2 separate regions of the Oryctolagus cuniculus genome follow, and region 2 is linked to region 1. The links are chromatin contacts, called in public Micro-C maps. All regions are on one chromosome and are shown on one strand. Each heading gives the region's core, a stretch centred on a gene start, on an enhancer-like site or on the middle of the called end of the contact. The rest is flanking DNA. Distances are from core to core; before and after follow the strand shown.

What was found. Hi-C and Micro-C count contacts between places; a contact is called where the count stands out from the background.
Region 2: a Micro-C map of ear pinna shows a contact between it and region 1, with 1.8 times the contacts expected there. The contact joins two enhancer-like sites. A contact is called at or near these places in 2 of 6 Hi-C or Micro-C datasets (ear pinna and psoas muscle).

The regions. Positions count from the first base shown.
Region 1 is chr6:29,937,395-29,941,136 of mOryCun1.1, reverse strand. No RefSeq gene overlaps it. Among named protein-coding and RNA genes, the nearest start is that of SPRY4, 110 kb to the right of the region's middle. Within about 2 kb of position 1,621, at least 4 of the 8 cell types and tissues checked have an H3K27ac peak or open chromatin away from gene starts, as enhancers often do. A contact at or near this core is called in ear pinna, where this site is marked.
Region 2 is chr6:30,040,522-30,044,263 of mOryCun1.1, reverse strand. The region is part of intron 1 of LOC138850171 (a long non-coding RNA gene); the gene reads right to left. Among named protein-coding and RNA genes, the nearest start is that of FGF1, 65 kb to the left of the region's middle. Within about 2 kb of position 1,728, at least 4 of the 8 cell types and tissues checked have an H3K27ac peak or open chromatin away from gene starts, as enhancers often do. A contact at or near this core is called in ear pinna, where this site is marked.

The sequences.
Region 1 (3,742 bases), core at 372-2,871:
GGCCCAGCTAGGAGCCCAGACTGAGCCCCACGGCAGACCAGGCACTGGGAACACAGCAGTGCACGCGGCTTGCAAGGCCTTCCTGGAGTTCTGGGTGGGGAGCCAGACTCCAGCAGAGCTGCCACAAGTCAAGGTACATGGCCTTGAAGAGGGCAAGGAAGCTGTGGTGCTGCTCCCCACCTTCTGTGCAGCATGGGCCTGAGGAGCCTTCTCCTTCCTTATCTGCTCGGATGGACGCCAGCCCCAGACCAGCCCCAGACCAGCCCAGCACCGCAGCAGGGGGCAGGCAGTCGAGTCCCGAGGAGACGCCACCTCCTCACCGGGAATTCTGGCTCCCCATGGCCGGCGGTCTGGATGTGACCGCCAGCTCCTCCATCACCCGGCCACAGCGCTGGCACGAGGATCGCAAAGGGTGGGCGCACTGATATAGGGCATGAGATGTAGGAGTCCAACAGTCCTGGTTTCGCATCCCAGCTCTGTCACTGCCAACAGGGCCCAGAATTTACCCCCCGACCCCCAGCAGCTTAGTCCATTCATAAGGACCCATGGGACCATAACCAGGGGTAGCTTTCCAGATTGCAAGCATCAGGGCACGTCGAGGGCTCAGCGTCCAGCGTGGCACACAGCAAAGGCTCTCTCAGCGTCAGCTTCTCCGACCGTAACGGCTCTGCTGCAGCCCACCCCCAGCTGGAGGCGCCTGGCACAATGTCACTTTCATAAATTACAGATCTGCAACTCACGCAACTAAGTGCAATGCGCAACCCTCTCCCCTTTATTCATCCCCTGCCAGGGGAACCAAGACACAGTTCAGCAGCTCGCCCGGCATAACCCCAGGACTTCAAAGTCAGGAATGTTCCTTTCTGAGAACAGTGAAGCAACCACAGGAAGCATGCTGCAGAGGGAACAACTGGCTGGACGAGTCCCACGGGAATTTCTCGGAAATATCTTCCATTCAAAAAGACTTTGTGAATTTTCCATTGCAAATATTTAATATCGAATTGGGTTCTCTCTTCCGCCTCTGTCAGTGAAGTGCTCAAAATAATTTCAATAGTAGCCTAAGCCAAGTAAAATTAGGAAAATAAATCTGCAACATTTCCTTCCCGCTTCTGCCTTTCTCTCCCTGCCCACAGCATCTCCCAAAGCCAAAATTTGGGGATGTGAGATCTTCAGCAACGCAGCAGTGGAGCGGTTGCCTTGAAAACAGATGACATGGTTCAAATGCTGGCCCTGCTGGCCCTGGCCTCACGAGGCACACAAGTCAGTCAGCTTGCTTATTCTTTATTCCCAAGGCAGCTCAGACCCAACGAGGAAGGCCTGAAGCCAGGCCAAAGGCCAAAGAAAGACTGGACTGAGGGTCTCTCTACTTGATCCGTTTCTTCTCTTTCTTCACCACTAATCAATGCCAAGGTTAGCACAGGATGGACCACAGGGGGTTCTAATGCGAATGGCCCAAAAGTATGACCACAAAAATGAGTCCTTCTACTTTGTGCCAGAAGCACTACTAGACTGATACTGCTAACAGCAAGCTCATCTAACGAGCATGCGCTCGGGGCCGGGCATGAAGCTGTGCACCCTGGTGCTTCCCCTGGAGCCCACAGCGTGGGGCTGCTGACGCCGACACCATCACCACCCGTACTTGCCAAGCTCGGGAGGCTGGCGGCCCCGCATCCCACAGCTCCGCAAAGTACGGCAGGACTTCTAAGGTGGCACCACAGACGCACGCGATGCCCACGGGTTAAACACGTGAGACGCACAGAACAGCCACACACAGCCCTGCCTTTCCACAGCTTTGGCCTCACAGGAGAGGCAGAGACACACAAGTTTATGTTCCAATCATTGACGACTCCCAGGAGGACTCTAGGGCGCGACAGGAGCAGAACAGGAGGGGACAAGGGGAGGTTTCTCTGAGGCAGACACCGACGGATGGATGAGGGCTGGCAGGATGAAGAGAGGGGCCACAGACCCTGCACAGAAAGAAGATGGCAAATTGGAGAGACAACAGGAAAGCCACAGGGATCAGGGTGTGCAGAGTGGGGGAAGCAGGTGAGGTTGGAGAGGGTGGTGGGGGAGCAAGGGCATGGAGTGCAGAGGGCATGGTGTAGGGAGCTCGCCCTGGCCAGGCTGGGAAGCCGCCAGTAACAGGCGTAAGGAAGGCAGCGCTGCTGTGGCGTCTGGAGACGGGTTGGGTGATGAGGAGGAAGAGGGCTGGTGGCATGGAAACTATGGCCCTAATCCAGGGAAAGACAGTGGGTAACTTGGGGGTCCAGGAGGGACGGGGCAGGAGAAATAAAGACGAGGGAAGAGAGAGGTGGGACAGGACCCCAGTAACGCCTAGGGCTCCAGGGAGAATGCTGAGCTGCAGACGGGCCCGACTGGGAGCACGGGGCTATTTAACTCAGGAAGACTCCTGGCTGGGACAAGTTTGGCTCCAGCATGTTGAAGGTGAGCCTGCTGCATGCACAGACAGCCTGGAGCCCATGCAGGGCACCTGGACCATCAGTGACGCAGGCTCTGTCCCACAGAGCATGTCTCTCTCCACCGTCCCCTCTTACATCGGAGCTCCCATTCTCTGTGGTGGGCTTTTCCAGAGAGAAGCCAGGGCTGTTTCAGCCTTCTGCTAAAACCTTGATTTCACCCACTGGAAAGCTGAGGCTCAGCAAGGCCTCGGAGTGATGAAGCCATTCCCGGGTCCCACTCTGGGCCTTTCTGGGCCAAAGCCCACCCCCCAGCCTCCCCCAGCCCTGCAGCTCTTCCTGGGGGAACGTGACTCCTGGCCTCCTGTACACTGCTTTGCCTGTGTTCTGCCAACCAAAGACATGGGGCATTCAGATGAGCCACCTGCCCCGGCCCAGGCACCACCAACTAGAAATGCTTGGGCAAAGAAAACCCACAAGCCAGTCCTAACATGCACATTTAAAAAAAAAAAAAAAGATGCATTCGTTTATTATTTATTTGAAAGGTCAAGTTACAGAGACAGATCTTCCATCAGCTGATTCACTCCCCAAATGCCTACAATAAGCCAAACCCAGGAGCCTAGAACGTATCCAGCTTTCCTATGTGGGTGGCAGGGACTCAAGTACTTGGGCCATCACCTACTGCCTCCCAAGAGTATTAACAGGAAGCCAGGTTGGTAGTAGAGTTTCCAGGAGCTAAACCGGCATTCCAACTTGGGATGCAGGCATCCCAACCTACCCCAAAATCTTCTAGTGTTTAAACTTCAACATCAAACCCATGTTTTAAAAAAATGTCTGTGTGCCAGGGCAAGCACTGCAGAACAGCAGGCTAAGCTGTCACTCGAGACACCTGTACCCCATGTGAGAGCTCCAGGGTGAGTCCTGGCTACCCCGCTTCAGACCCAGCTCCTTACTAATATGCCAGGGAAGGCAGTGTGAGATCATCCAAGTACTTGGTCCCTGGGATGGAGTTCCCAGCTCCTGGCTTCAGCCTGGCCCAGTCCCAGCCACTGCAGGCATTTTGAGAGTAAACCAGGGATAGAAGATCTCTCCCTGTGTGTTGCTCTGCCTTTCAAATAAGTAAAAATAAACAAATAAACATTTTTAAAAGTATATTATGGGGGGCTGGCGTCGTGGCTTACTTTGCTAATCCTCCACCTGCAATGCCCGCATTCCATATGGGCACCGGGTTCTAGTCCCGGCTGCTCCTCTTCCAGTCCAGCTCTCTGCTGTGGCCCAGGAAGGTAGTGGAGGATGGCCCAAGTGCTTGGGACCCTGCACCCACATGG
Region 2 (3,742 bases), core at 479-2,978, 100 kb before region 1:
TCTGGCGCCCCAACCAGAACTAGAACCCGGTGTGCCGGTGCTGCAAGGCAGAGGATTAGCCTAGTGAGCCACGGCGCCAGCCACATAATTGTTTTATAACTAACTTATTTTAAAAGAGAGAGGCATCTTTAATTGCTTGGATGAATTAGGGGAGCACCTACTGTGTCTCAGGCACTACTCGAGTCCTGGAGGTATGGGAATAAGGTAAGGGAGCACCCTGGCTTTTGTGTTTTCATTTTATCTGAAAGGCAGAGAGAGACTGAGACAAAGACAGAGATCTTCCACTTGCTGATTCACTCTCCAAATGCCCACAACAGCCAGGGCTGAGCCAGGCTGAAGCCAGGAGCCCAGAACATCTGGGTCTCTCATGTGTGGGTGGCAGGGAACCAAGCACTTGTGCCGTCTCTTGCTACCTCCTAGGTGTGCATTAGCAGGAAGCTTGTTCGGAACACAAGGCAAAACTCAAACCCAGACACCCTGAGATTGGACGGGGGTGTCCCCAAGCCAAGTCTCAAGCACTGTGCCAAACACCAGCCCAAAGGGCTCGTGAGGTGGAATCTGAAGAAGTTGGAGACAAAATACCCGACATAAGCTACTCAGCACCTGAACAAGATAATGCCAAAGAGCTGTTAACACTGTATTTCAAGAAAGCTTACCTTTGAAGAGGATCAGTAAGAAAAGGCACCTGTTTGGGGCTGGTGTTATGGCACAGTGGGTTAAGCTGCTGGCTGAGATGCCTGTATCCTACATTGCAATGGGTGGGATCGAGTCCTGCCTCGACTTCCTGCCAGCTCCCTGCTAATGTGCACCCAGACAGGCATAAGCTGGCCCTAGTACTCTTGTCTATGACACCCACATAACAGAACAGAATGAAGTTCCTGGCTTCTGGCTTCAGCCTGGCCCAGACCTGACTCTTGGGTCATTTGGGGAGTAAACCGCTAGATGGAAAACCAGTATCTTCCTCTCTTCCTCTCTTCCTCTCTCTCTCTCTCTCTCTCCCCCTGTCCCTGTCCCTGTCCCTTTCTTTCTGTCATTCTGCCTTTCAAATAAATAAAAAATAAACTTTTTAGAAAAATGACTTGCTTTATGCATGGGGACTTCCAAGTCTCATTCTCCCCCCCCCCCATTTTAAATAAAAACTGTACGTTATATATATTATATACTATACTATATTTTACATATATATCAGAGATATTAAGCTAATACAAAGCACTCAGAGCAGCTACTTTATGGCTTCGCCAAAACAATGAGCTATGCTTTGTCCAGTGTCCCTCAGACGCGGGTCACTGACAGTGTCCCCTTGCAGCGCATCCAGAGGCCACCAGGAGAAATCCTCAGACAGCTTCCTCCGGATCTCCCACAGCAGGGTGTGCAGTTCTTTCCGGCCGAGCCTCAAATCTCTGTGGGCGTTTCTAGGCACTGCTGAAGCGCCACACGCTTTTATTTGAGTAGACAATTTTAGTGACAATCCCATATGGATCCCTCCATTCACAAAACTGAATGAAAACACAGAACCCTTTAGAATAAAAATAGACACACTTGGGACTCACAAGGGAAATGTGACGCGTTCTCAGCTTCTGCTCTCCCTGGTGGTGGGAACCCACACTGTCATTTCAGTTTCCTATACACTTGGCAGAACTCTGTGTCCATTTGGAATTGTAATAGCCTGGATTTCAGCGTGGGGAGGAAGGAAGCAGTCAGCAGTCACTACATTCCACCGAAGTGTCCTCCAGCGGAATCCCAAGAAGCCAAAGCTGAAATGTCAACGTTCTCCCCAAGGAAAGCCGTGGCCTCATCTAATGCGTTTACCTGGCCAACGCTCTGCAGCCAGCTCGGGGGGGACTCCCTGGCCTGCTCCTGCTTTGGTAACGTTGCTTTTCTGCAGAATGTTCTGGTTCCTGCATTAGGGTTTGTGATTTTTTTTTTTTTTCCAATCACACACAGATTTTTCAGACTCAATGCCCCAGGCGTTCCAAATTGAAAAATCCAGGTTGTGTGTCTTCCTGCTGCACAGGCTTCCCTCCTGCCTGCTTCCTGGTTGAGGAAGAACTGCAAGGGAGAGGCCGACCATCCTGCCCTCCCCAGCCCCACCTCCTGCTGTCCCAGGCAGACAGAGCTGAATCCTACGGCGGTGGGGGTGGCAGGAGAAGCCCCCCACGAGCACTGAGGTGGCCCAGGAAGAGACGTGTTGCTGGGAGCAACCAACTGACGCTTGCCGAAGGCTCAGCAGGCCTGGAATCTGGTCCTCCCCTACCCCGATCCCATTTCTGGTTCCAGGCGAGTGATTCCCACGCAAACACTTGCACTCCACAAGCAAGTCCTCTCCTCTGCCTTGAGGAAGGCAACCCAGAGGAGAGGAGCAAAGCCCTTGGGAAAAGATGAACAGCAACAAGGCCTCCCCAGGCCCTGGGCCTCCTCATCGGGAGGGCTCCCTCTGGTCCCCACCTGATGCAAAAAATGACACAGCTCTCCCAGCCCACGGCCAAGAGAGACCCTTCCTTCCCCAGCAAAATTATGTAAAAATTTTAAAATTTTGCTTTTCAAAATTTATTTGGCTCTGCGGAACTGATGTCTAAACAATTCTTGGGAAATGAGAAAATCTAACATACAGATGGCTTTCAAATGAAACAAAGCTTTTAATGAACACTCACGTTAAGAACTGATTGAGCTGACACCATGTTAGCTGCTGCAGGCACAGAAGGAGATATTTTCCAATTGAAATTTTGTGAGTTTATTTTCTTATGTTGGAAAATAGATATATTGCAGTATAAGAGATGTATGTATGGTTACAAACACACTATAGCTGTAATAGTTTTTTTTTAGGGTTAAATATTGCCATGGGCCATTAAAACCCAATGGTCCTGAACCCTGTTGTATAGAGTGTACCAGAGACTGGAGATGGGAAGGTCATCAGTCCCCTCTACTAACAAAGAATCCGCACCACGGACACACAGCTACAGCACACCAGGGTCTAGTGAACGGCCAGTTCTGGGGAGGAAGCCTCAGCACGCCCCACGTCCAACAGAAGACCTGCTGGGTTCCAGCCGCCGTCCGCCCTAGGAAGCAGTCATTCCACCCCCCCACCCCCCAGTCCACAGGGACTCTCCTCCGGGCCGTCCTTCCTAAACCACTTGAATCTCATTTCTCCTGCAGCTGACTTTTTTTTTCAAGATGTTAACAATTTCTGTGGAACCATCTGGATGTTATTAAGAAAGTGTCCCGGGTCCTCTGAGGCAGCTGGCTGCGGCCTCTCGCCTTGTTTCCTGTGTCCTGGATGTCTACGTTGACTTTCATAAGAAATTTGGAATATTAGCTTAAAAAAGAAACAGTCAATATTTTTCAGGCGTTGAGCGCTTGCAGCTTAATTTCCCCGGCTGGGACTTGGCTTTGCGAGTCCCCATCCTGGGCCCCTGCTCTGGGCAGGATGAAGCATGTCTGTTTTAAAAACAGAAGGCACCAGTGGTCAGGGCTGAACCAGAAACCCAACCTTTCCTCCCAGTGAGCCTCACCAAAGCTTCCTGATGTGGCTGTTGCATCCCCGCCATTCCCGTACCCCCCAACCCCTGCTCCAAACTGACACCCCGAATCCCTGTCTTAAAGAGAACACCAGCTAGTTCTGTTCTATAAGGGTCCTCCTAGCATCCCTGAACAAAGACAAACATAAGGCTGAGCAGATAAGGACTCCTTCCAAACAAGGGATGAAATGAGAGGGTGGGGCAGCAGGAGACACCACCTGGTTCCT